2 separate regions of the Mus musculus genome follow, and region 2 is linked to region 1. A link is a contact called in public Hi-C data. All regions are on one chromosome and are shown on one strand. Each heading gives the region's core, a stretch centred on a gene start, on an enhancer-like site or on the middle of the called end of the contact. The rest is flanking DNA. Distances are from core to core; before and after follow the strand shown. Region 1 overlaps Arl15 (ADP-ribosylation factor-like 15). Region 2 has its middle 56 kb from the start of Gm34790.

Region 1 (7,701 bases), core at 2,996-5,495:
GTTAGAGATGGAAGAACATGGAAGTAGCATACTTTCTCAGACAGGAGGCCATGAGATTCAACTTGAGAGCTGGGATGCTGCCCAGTATCAATCTGGAGTCAGGTACCTGACCCATGAGCTGCCTCTGTTGACGGCACTGTGCTAGATGTGGGGCGGTTATAAACAGAAGGCATGATGCTAGCTCAGGCTGTGCGAGGACTGACAAGACGCAAAACAAGGGACAGGCTGAGGAGAGGGGAAAAAAAAATCCCAGCTGGAAAATGAGTCTACCTGGTGACGATGCGGCGGATGTGACACACACAGGGACATTCACGTAAGGCATGGTCAGAGGACACCGGGAGGACAGTGTGAAGAGAGTGAGAGAGGACATCACAGCAGTGTGGTCAGAAGAGGATTGGACAAGAGGAAGACATGAGAAGGAATGGAAAAGGGAAGAAGGAGCCGAGGGGCTCAGATCTGATGGGGAGTGGGGAAGAATGTAAACAGAGGCGGATTGAAAGAAGCAAGTTGCTGGGTGACGTGGAAACCGGCGCGGGGGGTTGTGAGTTCTAGGCTAACGTGGGTGATACAGTGCGATCTAGTACCAGAAACAAAGCCACCGCCACTGCCACCACTACCAATAACAACAACAACAACAACAAAACCCAATGGTGCACAGTGCCCAAAATAAGCTGAGAAGCATGAGAAAAAGCCAAGAAAATGCACATAAAATAAGCATGGACAGATAGCAAGGTAGGGCAGAGAGGGAGGGAAGCACCGATGTTGGTCATCAAGAGACCCCGGAAAATAATGGCTGCCTGTCACTTCTGCACCCACGAGGATGGAGGAGCATCCTTAGAGAACGGCAGTGAACAGGAACTGCATAGCAGAAGGCGGCATCATAGGTGACAGGAACATGCCTCTCTTTTCTCTGTTTCCCTTCCTCCCCATCCCCCACCAATCGCTGAGTTTGGAGAAGACTTGAGCAGACATTCAGGTCAAGGTGAAGAAACCAACCTACAAATTACCTCTGCTGCCCATTTCCCAGGGAATCCAAAGACACTGACTGGCTCCTGGTTAGGGGTCTTGATCTTTTGATACCGCTTTCTTCTGGTAACTAGCTGCCTGTGAGACTGGTAGGACTTCGATCGATATGACCTGAACACTGAGTCCATTTGCCACAATGCTTTGATAGATCTGTGTTCCTGTGAGACTGCCAGCCAGCAGGTGTGCTGGCTATGTTTTATGTCAGCCTGACACAAGCTTAGTTCATCTGCGAAGAAGGACTCCTAATTGAGAAAATGCCTCTATGGGATTATCCATTGACCAGTCCGTAGGGCATTTTCTTAATTGGTGAATGAAGGTGGAGGGCCCCATACATTGTGTATAGTGCCAACCCTGAGCTGGTGGTACTGGGTGCAATAAGAATGCAGGCTGAGCAAGTCAGTAAGCAGCGCGCCATAGTCTCTGCTTTAGTTCCTGCCCTGACTTCCCTGGATGAAGAGAAAGAACGGGTCCTGCATGGTGGCACACTCCTTTAATTGAAGCATTTGGGAGACAGAGGTAGTAGATGGATCTCTGTGTGTTCAAGTCCAGCCTGGTCAACACAGAAAGTTCCAGGACAGACAGGGAACTATGTAGCAAGACCCTGTCTCAAACACACACACACACACACACACACACACACACACACACACACACACACACACACACAAAGGAATCATATAAGAAGGAGAAGGACAGCCTGGCACTGGTGGCGCACGCCTTTAATCCTGGCACATGGGAGGTAGAGGCAGGTGGATTTCTGAGATGGAGGCCAACCTGGTTTACAGAGTGAGTTCAAGGACAGCCAGGGCTACACAGAGAAACCCTGTCTTGAAAAACCAAAAAGAGAAGGAGGAAGAGAAGAGGATGATGATGAGGAGGTAGAGGAGGAGGAGGCGGAGGAGGAAGAGACCACTGATCTAAACATCTTAAGCAGAAAAAATAAGCAGATATGTTTGAAATCTGAGTCTCAAATCTGAGTCTCAAGGACAGATGACATGTGATGAGTGACTTTGCTCTTGAGATGTAAAGAGCTCCAAGATGGACAGACACAACTTCCTTCAAAGTTGGATACTATTGTCTGAAGGTTTTTCCAAATTAATTTTTTCTAATATGGTGCTGGGCACTGAGCTCAGGGCAGACTCCAAGCTCTGCCGCTGAGCTCGACAGCTCCAGACTCTTCCTCCTGTTAGAAGTGTCAGCATCTGTAAAGGAAACTGAACCCGTAGCACTGGTTTCAGAGTAAAACATGACAGCATGCACAGAAGAATACGCAGAAACATATTATAAATTCACTCATTTTATGAAGCAAAGAGTAGCTGTTATTTTTCAGAAGAATTGAGAGCTTTCGAGTAGTTAAAAATCCTCACATTATTATAGTGTGGAGTAGGAAGGCCCCACAATTCCATATATAAAAGGCATCATGGAAGCCAAGTGTCACTTGGAGGTATGGGAACTTTAGGAGGCAGTGCTTGTGGAAGATGTCAGTCCGCTGGAGGTGTGCCCTGGCAGGGGATGTGGGATTTCAGCCCCTTTCTCTATCTCCTTTGCCTCCCCCCCCCCCAACCCCGCCACTCAAACTATCCTTCCTACCATGATAGGCTGCTTTGGTGACATACTACAGACTGACATCTCTAAAACTGTGAGCTAGCATAAACCTTTATAAGTTGGTGACACTTATCTTGGGTATTTGATAGAACGGTAGGAAGCTGTAACACATTTGTCCAGCTAACAAGAAAGCGGGGACTACTGGCCAGCTTCCCCCATCCCTAAGTCTATGCTGCATGCAAGGCAAGAAGCTCGGCCAACTATGCATAACTCTGCAGCTTACGGCTTCCTCAGGGGGTTGAGGGTCACAAGCTGGACCACGATCTGATTGCTGAGCCCTTTCTCTATAGTGCGTCTCCAAAGCAAATTTACAAAGTATACAAATCCATTAGAAGACAAACCAGAAGCCTCCTAAGGGTGGCTGTCCGTCTTTCTGTAGCGGCATCTAAGACCCAGGATGGCAAGTTCTATAATGGAAGTAGCCCTGGGCTACCTTTGCATCAGTCACTGTATTTCTTCAAGTCATTACCTAATCCAAGTCTTTATACCTTGTTCTTCTCTTCCCACATAAGAAACTACCCCCAACTCCAACCCAAACCAAACTCTGCAAAACATCTACTTAATAAGTTTGATGTATATAAACGTGCTCAGCTCCTTTCTAACCTGAAAATGCTTCCAGGCTGACATGTTACATGGCGTAGTGATCACAACTGTGTCCAAGGTTGGCTTTGGGAGTGTGTAGATCCCATGCACCTCCACACAGGATCCAACTTTTGAAAGGCACCCAGGCCAAGATGGGTTGTGTGCTAAGTAAGTACCCCGTGGTCACTAGCCTGGACTTTCTGTAGTTGGTAGTGATAAGAAGGCTGAAACCCACGGTCTTGCACATGTTCTCTATGAGCTCTGGGCAACCCCAGTCTTGACATTGTTAGTAATTTCATCTTTGACCCTGTGTTCTGCAAGTTCAGTCTGATGGAAAACAGGAGCCTAAACAGGGGATCATGGACAGAAAACATTTCTAATGGCATTTTAAAGCAGCTTCAGGGATGTGAATATTTCTATTTTGTGGTAGGACCTGTTAATTATGTAACAAGCACTACTAGTAATCCTCCTTCACAAATGGGCTTATGTGCTTGGCCACTGTCTTAGTCAGGGTTTCTATTCCTGCACAAACATCATGGCCAAGAGGCAAGTTGAGGAGGAAAGGGTTTATTCAGCTTACACTTCCACATTGCTGTTCATCACCAAAGGAAGTCAGGACTGGAACTCAAGCAGGTCAGGAAGCAGGAGCTGATGCAGAGGCCATGGAGGGATGTTTCTTACTGGCTTACTCAACTTGTTTTCTTATTGAACCCAAGACTACCAGCCCAGGGATGGCACCACCCACAAGGGACTCTCTCCACTTGATCACTAATTGAGAAAATGCCTTACAGCTGGATCTCATGGAGGCATTTCCTCAACTGAAGCTCCTTTCTCTGTGATAACTCCAGCCTGTGTCAAGTTGACACACAAAACCAGCCAGTGCAGGTACTAAACACACTTCTCCCTGTGTTAAATCCACCTTTGATGGGATTTTTCCTGTCTGTCTCAGGAGCACATGGAAGGCAGGGTAGGCAGAAGGCTCTCTATCTACATCAGTGAAACCAGCCCGCCACTCCAGTTAGGTTTCTGTGATGAAAGCTGCTACGCTTTCCCAGAACACTGTGAAAACCATCACACTCCTCTTGCTTTGGCAAGCAACAAAAATAATGACCTCTGCCTTATTTGCTTTCGAGAAGAAACACTTAGCATTTTAAAGCAATGAGAATCGGCTGAGGTATTAGCTTTGTATTTGAAGGGCTTTTATTTTCTTTGAACTTTTTGTTAAATCTGAGCATCAAAGCATGTTTTCAAAGTTTACCGTTCCAGCATCTTAGATTCCAAACAAGGCAACTAACTTTTCCTAAGGGCTGAATGCTGCTTCACGGCAATGATTAATCTGAGTCAACAAATGACTGAGGCAACACCCCCCAACTGCTTATCTCTTAGTGTGAGCAAAAGCAGCTAGCAGCCTCCGGTGGTCCAGAGTGCAGTAACTGAGCTCCAGTTTCCACCACAGATTCTGAGGGCTGCTTCACCTTCTATCATTGCTACATCCTCACACTGGTCCGTCAGAGGCTCCGTCTGAGGGTACAATTTATATCCTACCATGCAAGTTCACTATTGGCATCTGTACCCAAGATAATGCCACAAAGAGCCAAACAGCTATTAATCCCGTCTACCACATTTGCGGTTGTGCGTATGGACACTGCACAAAGGCATGGTGGGTAGAGTGCTGCACAAGCCCCATCACAGGAGTTCTATTGATAGAGATCATGGTGGAAGGAGAGGACTGGCTCTTGAAAGGTGTCCTTTGACTTCCACCATATGCACAGGTGCATGTGCATAGACACACACACAAACTCTAACACACTTACTGAAGACACAGATATACACCCAAACAATAAAATAAAAAAGTCATTTTTTTATGAAGAAATGAATTGAATGAATGTCTCTCTCATAGGACTACAGGTTCAACAATTTTCCCCATTTGGTGACTATAAGGTAAAGAACTCAGAAATGTGTCCTGGGCTACTAGGAGAGATGGGAGACCCAGGGCACTCAGGAGACAGTGAAGGTCAATGTAATAGTAATGATAACCTCTTTCCATTCAGCTGTCCTCTCTCTTTGTGGAGGAACATGAAACTAACGGCAGCGGCTGAGGGAAGGAAAGGCTTTGAGCTACAAAGGTTAACTGTTCAGCGTTCAGGACTGGGAAGCTGAACAATGCAAATGGGGTGTGGGGAGATGTCAGAAAGGTTGTGAGAGCCTCAGCTGCAACTTTTTCCACTAGCTTCAAAGAAGTTGTTGATGTTTAACATTAGCGGTACTAACCTAAGAAAGCCCGAATGGACGATGTTGAGATATTTTAGGCAGAGTAATCAAGACACGGAGAGCATACTCTATTCACACTGACTAAGCTTAGCATGCTGCCAAAAAAATAGGATTTGGAACAAATTTTGGACAAAAACTACTCATCTGTTTTGCAAGAAGGAATCAGAAGCACATAGGCGTAATCAGAATTTTAAACTCGCCGATTAAGTCAGGACACTGATCGCTAACAGATGCATATAGCTGCAAATGTCTCCAATGTTGACAAGCTCTGTAATGTGGGTCTTGACTTCTGCCCAGGTCTATGTTTCTAAATTTCTAATTACATTCAATACTAGTTTTTTGGGGGGTACCTTGGTCAGTTTCTCTTGACCAGTGTGATACTAATTTGTAAGAAAGCCCAAAGAGAGCTCCTAAGCCAGGTCTTGGTAGAAAAGACATTTCTACTAAGCAACGTAAACTGAGCAAAAGGGGCTGGCGCTGGGTAGTCACTGGGAAATGCTTCCTTCTTAGACAACAGTTTGGAGGCTGGGCATGGAAAGACTGGAGTTTGCAGCTCAGAGATTCTGGCCAAGGACATGGGTTTTAAGACATATTTTGAAAAGGTAAAATGGGCTCTCAGGGATCCTCATGATGTGATTCATGAAGTAGTTCATTCTGGAAACTACAAACATGATATTCTTCCTTACCCAGAGAAGACACATCCCAAGCTCATCCATCGATAGATGCCCTGAAGCTGCAGAAACACTGAACTCCGCAACCCAAAGCATGTTCCATTGTAACTAATCACTCCCCAGGCACTGGGCTGCAGTTTGGGTACTATGAGACTAGCATCAATTTCTTTTTCCTTCAAATATTTTTTCTTTTCTTCCCTTCACAATTTCATGGACATTAAGATTTGTTCTTACCATGGAGTGTAGCAAACTTAACATCTCCTTCTTTTTGGTTCAATATTGAACTGAGGCCTTTCAAGCTTTTTATCCAGAGGAAGTACTTTATAGAAGCTTCCCTCTGGATTATGCAAATAAAAGCATAACCACCCTTGTCCGCTGTTAAAATAGAGGTAACAACACTGCCACACTCAAGCTCTAGAACCAATGATTGAGATGCCCATTGAATGACTAATGGATGGGCAAGATCTAAGGCAAAGATACAATAGACATGAGGTCTTTTCACATCTGTCAGCTTGACACAGGTGGGTGGGTGGTGTGCAATTGAGAACCTGAGAATTTTGAGAACTGTTGGCTTCTGGAACTTTCCATTTAATATATTTGGTACCCGAACTATGGGGTGATTTCTGTACAACAGAAGGAAATGTGGTGTCCACTATGAAGTCTTATCTAAAGGGACATCGAGAACACAATAATGGAATGATCACACGACCTACGAAGGAGGTCTCTTTGCTTCATACCCTAGCAAGAACTGTAAGAAGGAACATGACAGCTATGTATTGCAACCAATGGTTACAGAGATGTTTTAAGGCTCATTAAAGGAAAACTATTTCCTTCTAGAGAATGAAATCTCTGGCCTGGGTGGAGACTTCCATTCCTCCTAGGCATGTCAATGAAGGGACCATCCCTCGCGAGGGCAGAATCACCTATGAGGTGCAGTCTCCCTAAGCTGTGCTAGAGAGACAGAAGAGAGAATGTATGTTTGTTTCCCAGATCTCCAGCCTCCGCTAGAACAGTCTTTCGCAGAGCTGCAGCCATGAAGCTTTGGAAGTGGAAATCTCCTGTTCTCTCTTTTCTATGTATGCTTCCCTCCTTCCCTTCCCCTCCCCACCACGCAGCTCCTGTTTGGCCATGCTGCTGACCTCCATGCCAGCTTAACCCAAATGACATGGCATTGTCGTTGTGCCCCCCCCTTCTCTTTTCCATTCTCCCCCAGCCATGGGGGGAGATTTACAGCTTGTGATTCCTTTTAAACTATAATAAAAGTTCATCAAGCTTCAGTCCATTCTTCAATTCTTTTATCAATGGGACTGAGAATCCCAAGCAAGTTGGTATCCCACATTTTCCTCCAATCCCATCCCAGTGTGACTGGTTGTAATCTCTGGCTAGATAGTTCTCGTAAATGTGGGCTTTACTTAGGGAATTTGGAAAACGAACACACATATAGGAGATCCATGATTATGCAGAAGGTCTTCAAAGGAGTTTTGACAATTCCCTTAGAAATCGAACTGTTTGTCTCCAAACAATGCTGGAGCTATGGAAACAGGCT
Region 2 (7,701 bases), core at 3,368-5,867, 700 kb before region 1:
TACCAATCAAAACCAACTGGGGGCAGGGACCCTCAGTGTATTATAAGTGGGATTCTAGTGCAATTTGGGGAACACAACACAATATAAGCATTAAACAAAATCTACAACAGTAGTTTTCAGTGGGTATAACTTCTCACTGTTACAAGATGAAAATAGTTTCAGAATAACTGTGTATGATGGCTTCTCCAACTTAACAACTGTTTAATACCACTGAATTTCAAACTGGTTAAGATGGTTTGTTTTATACTATGTATATTTTGCCACAATTAAAAAGGGAATCATCGCCATTCAGATGGCAAAGGGTAAAGGAGTTTGCCGCCAAGATGAGCAACCTACGGTTCTCTAAGAACCTCACGGTAGGACAGACCCACGTTGCCTTCACACAAGTTGTTCTCTGACTTCCACATACTGCCAAAGTGTGTGTCCATGCATACAATATTACACAAAATGTTTTTTAAAATTAAAATATAGGTACAATAAGAACTACATAGGCCGGGCAGTGGTGGCACACACCTTTAATCCCAGCACTTGGGAGGCAGAGACAGGCGGATTTCTGAGTCGGAGGCCAGCCTGGTCTACAAAGTGAGTTCCAGGACAGCCAGGGCTACAAAGAGAAACCCTGTCTCGAAAAACCAAACCAAGCCAAACAAACAAACAAAACAAAACAAAAGAAGAAGAAGAACTTCATAGTCATCTTATAGATGATATTCTGTATTTGTTTCCTTTAAACAACCGGGCTTTCCTACTAAATAACATTCAAGCTCCTTTTTAGCCTCAGTTTACACAGTTGTAACATTTCTGAAAATCAGGATTATTAAATTACATAAAATTACATAAAATTATTATTTTATTAAAACGCACAAGCACTTGATTACTTTTTAGAACCTAGGATTGCAGGGAGTTTACATAATTTTCACAATATTCGATGTCTCATTACTTTGTGAATTGCAGATGTCTTAATTAAAGGACAGAGAAATTTATTGGTAATAGAAATGGATGTAATTTGTCCTGGGAAACAATTTTCAAATGGCATGCCTTTTGGTTGATACCGTGCACCCTTTTCTTTGGTGCAACTCTTTGGTGCTTTGGAGGCAGGCATGATCCCTTAGTTCTCCATGCTGCCCTCCTCTTTGCTTTCACTGCACTCTAAACTCAAAGAAAAACACCAAGAGTGGAGGCCATGAACATTTGTCTTACTGCTGAATTATAGATTATGACCTGGTGAAAACCCTAGGACAAAAGACCAAGATGAGAGACAAATTCCCTTTCTGTAGTTTGGAGGGAGAAGTAGGGGAGAGAGACTTGGCTTGGCCTTGCCATGTTTCCCTACTCCCTTGAGGGGTGGAGGGTCTCCAAACATGCATCTGTACCTTGTGCTTGCTTCAGTCTGTAGGGAAGGTTCTCAGCTCCCACTGTGGCCAACACTGGAAGATAAGAACCACTTTCCTGCTGTGCCTTCCTGTCCCTTCCTCCCTCCCTTATGAAGGATAGCTCTGCCCTTCAAGTTAAATGGGTGGGGTCTTCTAAATCAAGGGGCATAGTGCATAGACCTTCATGTCTCTTCTTATATCTAAAATTATTTGAATCTATAAGGCAGATAATTTGAAAAGGCAAGCAAGCTTCGTTCTACTCTAAGGACCCTTAGATCCTAAGGTTCAACCTGAAGGGTGGGTGAACTTCTCAGTCCAGGCTTAGTATCACAGCTCCTCATCCTCAAACAATGTGTGGTTTGATTCTGGAATAAAATATCCTCTGGTCAAAGGAAGCCTGAGTTCCCCATTCTGTGGCTTCAAGGGAGACACAGAATCAGATACAGCACATGAATTTATTGAGTCAATCTCAAAACATTATTCACACATTTTAAAAAAAGGAAAGAAAGAAAGGAAGAAAGAAAGAAAGAAAGAGAGAAAGAGAGAAAGAAAAAAAGAGAGAAAGAAAGAAAGAAAATTATTAAAAGAAGAATATTTAAACCAGATGCTAGATGATACATTTTAGAAATAATTTTACTCATCTAGGTACTTCATATACAAGGCTCTATGGGATTGGTTGTGTTAAATTGGGTTGACAGCTATATTGATTGGTAGTCTTACCTTAGGTTAGAAGCCCATCCCTGGGCATGGTATTTAGGGTCTCCTGGCCTATAGTTAGTTCAGCTTGATGCATCACTATGTTCCTGACACAGCATAAACATAAGCACACATTGCATATGGCAGTTTTCTCAATAACAGATGACACGCATGCTGATCCAATAAGATATTGGCTAGAGACATTGGAGTCATCTTTGCTACTATAGCTATATTCTACAATGTTCACACCAAGGTTAAATTTCCTAATGACACATTTCTTAGAATATATTCTTGTACTTAAGTGACATATCACTATGTGTATGTGCACATGCAAAAATATGTGTTTTATAGTCATCCGCCAGTTCTAAAATTTATTAACCTAATGGGGTGCCTGGGAATATTTTATTTTCCTCATGAAAATGCCCACAGCTGCTTATTCTGAACATCTGGGATAATGGAACTCTAAACAAAATACAGTGTGTGCATAATGCCAGGCACACTTAATCCCTCTTTTGAATGAATTACCAAAATTAGTGTGAAGGAAAGAATTCAGTAGACCTAAAAAAGGCCAACCTTTAATATCACAGCTAATACATTGCAACACAAAAAAACAATCTCCCTTGAAGTAGATTAATTCTTATGGAGCCCTGTCACACAGGCCCAAACCAAGCCAAGATATGACAACCAAAAGCAGTGATAAATGGCTATCCCTGGAGCAGGGAAGGTGTCCAGTAAGGTCTCAATGGTATTGGAGTGGAACCAGGTTAATTTAATATCTTCATCTCTGTTCTGGTAAAGGGTGAGGGATGGATAGTATCAGTATCCCCTGCTAGTATGATAAATGTATCAAGTTGGCAGCTGTTTAAAAACTACAACAATAGAAAAATGTACTGCACCATGGAAAAGAGAGGCTAGAAATATGGCATAAAAACACAAAGCGAGGTTCAACTTGGAAATATGAATGCCGTTACAATTGGGAATTATAATATGAAACAGGGAAATTGTCCAAAAATCTGGCCTGAAATGGAGAGGGGGTGGGGAAAGAGAAAAGAACAAAAAATCTCGAGACTGCTCATTCCCAAACAGGATATGGCATTTCTAAGAGAAGAGATCAGACAACCTGTGGACAAAGAGCATTTGAGCCAGGGTATGGAGTGAGGACTAAACAGACAACAGAGTACAGCAGGTTCAAAGTCATGCGAGTGCCTCCAATTCTACCACAGACGGAGCCTGTAGCACTTCCAGGGGAGCCAGCAGAGGCGCACTATTCAGGTTGACCAGATAGCCTTAGGTTACTGGAAACCAGTCACATTAGAAACATTTTCGTACTCCAGGAAGATGGAGTAGGTGGCTGCTGACAGACATTTTAATGGTCTGTCTATGACAGTCAACTTGTGTGCAATTAAAATGCAAAGCATTAAAATGGTTTTCTTAATCCTTCAAAGAGAAGCTAGAAATAAATGTGAATACCACAAATACTTAACTGTGACCAAGAGTCAGAACTCAGTGCAATAAATACCTTTCCTCCAATGATTAAATACTGCAGAAGGGATGTGGAGGCTCAGGAGGAACCAGAGATGAATGTTCTTGCCAGAAGGAAGAGAAGGGTTTTGTTTTTGGGTTTTAGGGTTTTTTTGGTTTTGTTTGTTTGTTTCGGGGGTGTTATTAATACCCTATCCAGTCATCCTGAATAGTTATTTGGGGGCATTTTAAAAAAATTCTTCAGCTATAAAAAAATAGGGAACAGTCTTCCTCTCAAAGCTGATAGGAAAGCTTAGTGAATAGTGCACAAACAATTCTTTCCACAATGCAAACTTTAGAATGTACCAACAGTAGAGCCAGCTAAAACCAAAGTGCAATGGGTGTGAGGAACTTCACTTCCATGCCTTCTCTCAGATCTCTGAACCTGAGTAAAATACTTAATAATTCTGTACTCCTGTCTCTAGTTTTTGATGATGATGATGATGATGATGATGATGATAATAATAATAATAATAATAATAATATGTCTAGCTTTTTATACATCATATTTTTGAGATCAAGTACATAGACCAATACCTGGCATACAGCTATTTAAAAGATAGTAGCTACAATGGATTTACAAGGCAATTTGTTTACTTATGTTAGGTAAAATACAACTGATTAGTTATTTGGCTTTCACTTAATTTGTCTTCTAATGTGTAAGCATTTGATGTCTACAATGCAATGCCCTGCCAAGATCAAAGAGCAGGGTTCTAGGGGCCAGGCATGCCTGGATTCCAATCTTGGCTTTGAGTCTCACTGGTTGTATTCTTGTGGGTATGTGATTTAACTTACTGGCATTTCATTTCCCTTCTCTGTAAAAGGGATTATCTGCTGCTTGGGATTATAGTGAAGAAGATTCAAGGAGCAAGCAGAAAGGCATGGTTGGGTCTTGACTCCTCCCGCCACTCCACACGTGTCCAAAGAGTCAGAAAAGGCTGGAGAAATCTTTCTCCTAGTCCTCCTGTATTGTGGGTCAACTTATCCCAACTATTTCCTAAAACTGGGAATAGTTCCAGGGACAAGCTGCAGCTGAGGACACAGAACAGAAGAGAACAGAAATCAAGGACAGTTGGAGACATAGCTGTGGGCAAACTCAGACCCTTGCGGATGGAAGTTGGCTGGCCCTGGTGTCATTGGGCAATGACCATGGGAAAGAACAGACAAACAAGAAATATTGCATGGTCTTAAAGATACAGGAAAGGTTTCAAAGTCAGAAAAAAAAGAAAGGGGATTTTTAAGAGTGATGTGGAAGATGCGAGTTTTGGAGGAATCTTAGATGCTTAAAATGTTTGCTTTCTTTGTGTTCTTAAAGTATGGGTGAAGTACCACATGTTTTTGAACAACTGCCACCTTTCTTAAGTACTTCTGGGATTTGTTTTCCCCATTCATAAAGCACTGATTTATCAAAAAAAAATCATTATTTTAAGCACTGTTGTTTTTATCAGCCCAAACAATCAAATCTTTTATTGTATACTATTCAAATTAAAGGGTCCAGCTGAGGTCACAGGACAGACTCTGCACAGTAAATACCTCTCTTCCACAGAACACTTTGTTTTCTCACTCCACTGGAGACGAGAAAAGCAGAAATAAATTTTGACAAAATAAAATAAAATATCTCCCTTAAAAGGGTTTAGAAAACTAGAAAGATGACAGAGGTCTCTACAAATAATGTGTAGCTGTGGTTATTAATGACAGATAACAAAGTGATAGATAACAGAATGAAATTAGGCAAATTGAACTTGACCCTATCCCTGTAGATAAATATACAAAATATAAATAGTTTGTGAAGATGTTTATTAATCAACTCACCTTATGGTCTATAAAGTGAGTCCTACGCAGATTAAAATCATGACTTTCTAGCTGCAAATTATTCCCTGGAAGATGGCTGGGCCTTTTTGGAGGTTTTTCAACTCCCAAGTTGTTTGAAAGCTTTTAATGTGAGAGTGGAATTGATAACTGATACCCTGTGGAGTTTGTAAAAATTAAGAAGAGAATGACTCAAAGGGAGTCACTTGGAGAATCTGGTCAAGTGTGAGACAAACAGGGGACAGGAGAGATCTTTCTGTGATTTGGGCAAGATCGGACTGTCCACACCCTTCCCCACTTACTCACAGTGCCTGTGAATTCCAAGTGAAGCTTGGAAGAGTTTTGTCCTGATCAGCATCTTGAGTTCCACCCCACCCCCCACCCCCCTCCTGAAATGCTCTAGCAACTTTCTTAGAGACAAATTTATTAATGAGGATCCAGCAGAGAAATTGTGTTCCCATGTGTTTAATTTGTTAGCAGAGTTCACCGTGTATCTTACATGTGTACAATTTTTATGACTTTTTAGCAGAGTGCTTTATTACTGCTGGTCTAGTCTGGCCAAGTGAACTTTTTTTGTCAAAAGGGATGCTGTCCTTGTCACCATTTTTGTTAACATTTTAAGAGTGCTTTTTCAGTGCAGGACACTGATGTCTTTCTGTAGTGACAATGTGCAAAGTCATGTGGTGATCTGATAGTGTAACAGCACACTACTCTTGCATCTAAGAAGATGGAATTCATAACTTAAAGTAACTTCTATCTTAGACTTTAACTCAGCCCGTGCTGGTGGAGCCAAAGTAGTATTTCTCCTTGAGCTGGTGGACTTTCTGACTTTTTATTCATCTTTTTTAAAAATACACACTCCACAACACGTTATCAGCACAGAGCACCAGAGATGCTTGTTAAACAAATTATTACCACGTTTTTATTACATCAATTTAATCTTGCTTGTCATACTTTATAACTGGAGTTTGTCACATGACATATTATTAGGTAATTATTCCCTTTGGAATTGTGTGTTAAGATGATAAAAATGCTAAATTCAGAAAGATAGTTGCTATTTGGAAGATTTCTTTTTTAAAGCATTCTCAATCTTGCTAAACTTAGGTCTTCTTGACAACTCTCACTGTTTTTGTTGTTGTTGTTGTTTTGTTTTTGTTTTTTTAAGACCTCTGGTTCCTGTGGGTATGAGTCCCACCCAGGCCTTGGATTCCCTCTGTTACTTCTAGAACATGAAGTGATGCTTCAAATGAAAGAAGTGTTGTATACCAGGATTTCAGTGAATTAGCAATTCACCTTTTGTATTTCTTGATGATGACTTTCTACATAAAGGAAGCCTCTGTCAACAGGTCTCTCTCTCTCTCTCTCTCTCTCTCTCTCTCTCTCTCTCTCTCTCTCTCTCTCTCTCTCTCTCCCTCCCTCCCTCTCCCTCTCCCTCTCCCTCTCCTCTTTCTCCTCTCTTTCTCCTCTCCTCTCCCTCTCCTCTCCTCTCCTCTCCTCTCTTCTCCTCTCCCCCTCTCTCTCTCCCTCCCTCCCTCTTTCCTCTCCTTCACCTATCTCTTCTCTCTCCTCTCCCTCTCCTCTTTCTCCTCTCCTCTCCTCCCTCTCCTCTTTCTCCTCTCTTCTCCTCCCTCTCCTCTTTCTCCTCTCCTCTCCTCCCTCTCCTCTCCTCTCTCTCTCCTCTCTCTCTCTCTCTCTCTTTTCTCTCTCCTCTTCCCTCCCTTTTCTCCTCTCTTTTTCTTCTCCCTCTCCTCTCCTCTCCTCTCCTCTCCTCTCCTCTCCTCTCCTCTCCTCTCCTCTCCTCTCCTCTCCTCTCCTCTCCTCTCCTCCCTTCTCTTCTCCTCTCCCCCTCTCTCTTCCTCCCTTCCTCTTTCCTCTCCTTCACCTATCTCCTCTCTCTCCTCTCCCTCTCCTCTCCTCTCCTCTCCTCTCCTCTCCTCTCCTCTCCTCTCCTCTCCTCTCCTCTCCTCTCCTCTTCTCCCCCCCTTCCCTCCCCCTCTCTCTCCCTCCCTCAAATTTATTATAGAACAAAATTTTAATGCTCTCAAGCTCTGAATGAAGATGCAAGAAGTATCAGGGCCCTCCCAAACCTTGCAGAATAGACCTCTCTTATGAGAAATTCAAAAAAAAATAAGTTTAATCATCTTTCCTTCATTTTAAAATACTTCTGTTGTCATTGTAAACTCAAATAGTGCTATGGATACTATAATAAGTGAGGACCCAAAAGGGATCTTATGGAGAATTCTAGTTAATTATCCTTTCAAGCAACCTTGACCTCGATATATCAACCTGGGGAAATGAAACTAGG

The links. Hi-C and Micro-C count contacts between places; a contact is called where the count stands out from the background.
Region 2: a Hi-C map of liver shows a contact between it and region 1, with 1.8 times the contacts expected there. The contact joins two enhancer-like sites. A contact is called at or near these places in 1 of 15 datasets of contacts at CTCF or cohesin (the NIH/3T3 cell line), 22 of 484 Hi-C or Micro-C datasets (the AML12 cell line, the C2C12 cell line, ECoMG-derived neutrophils and 16 more) and 2 of 115 datasets of contacts at active chromatin or transcription factors (extraembryonic endoderm stem cells and trophoblast stem cells).

The regions. Positions count from the first base shown.
Region 1 is chr13:114,062,080-114,069,780 of GRCm38.p6, reverse strand. The region is part of intron 4 of Arl15 (ADP-ribosylation factor-like 15); the gene reads right to left. Among named protein-coding and RNA genes, the nearest start is that of A430090L17Rik, 86 kb to the left of the region's middle. Within about 2 kb of position 4,245, at least 10 of the 459 cell types and tissues checked have an H3K27ac peak or open chromatin away from gene starts, as enhancers often do. A contact at or near this core is called in liver, where this site is marked.
Region 2 is chr13:114,758,042-114,765,742 of GRCm38.p6, reverse strand. No RefSeq gene overlaps it. Among named protein-coding and RNA genes, the nearest start is that of Gm34790, 56 kb to the left of the region's middle. Within about 2 kb of position 4,617, at least 18 of the 459 cell types and tissues checked have an H3K27ac peak or open chromatin away from gene starts, as enhancers often do. A contact at or near this core is called in liver, where this site is marked.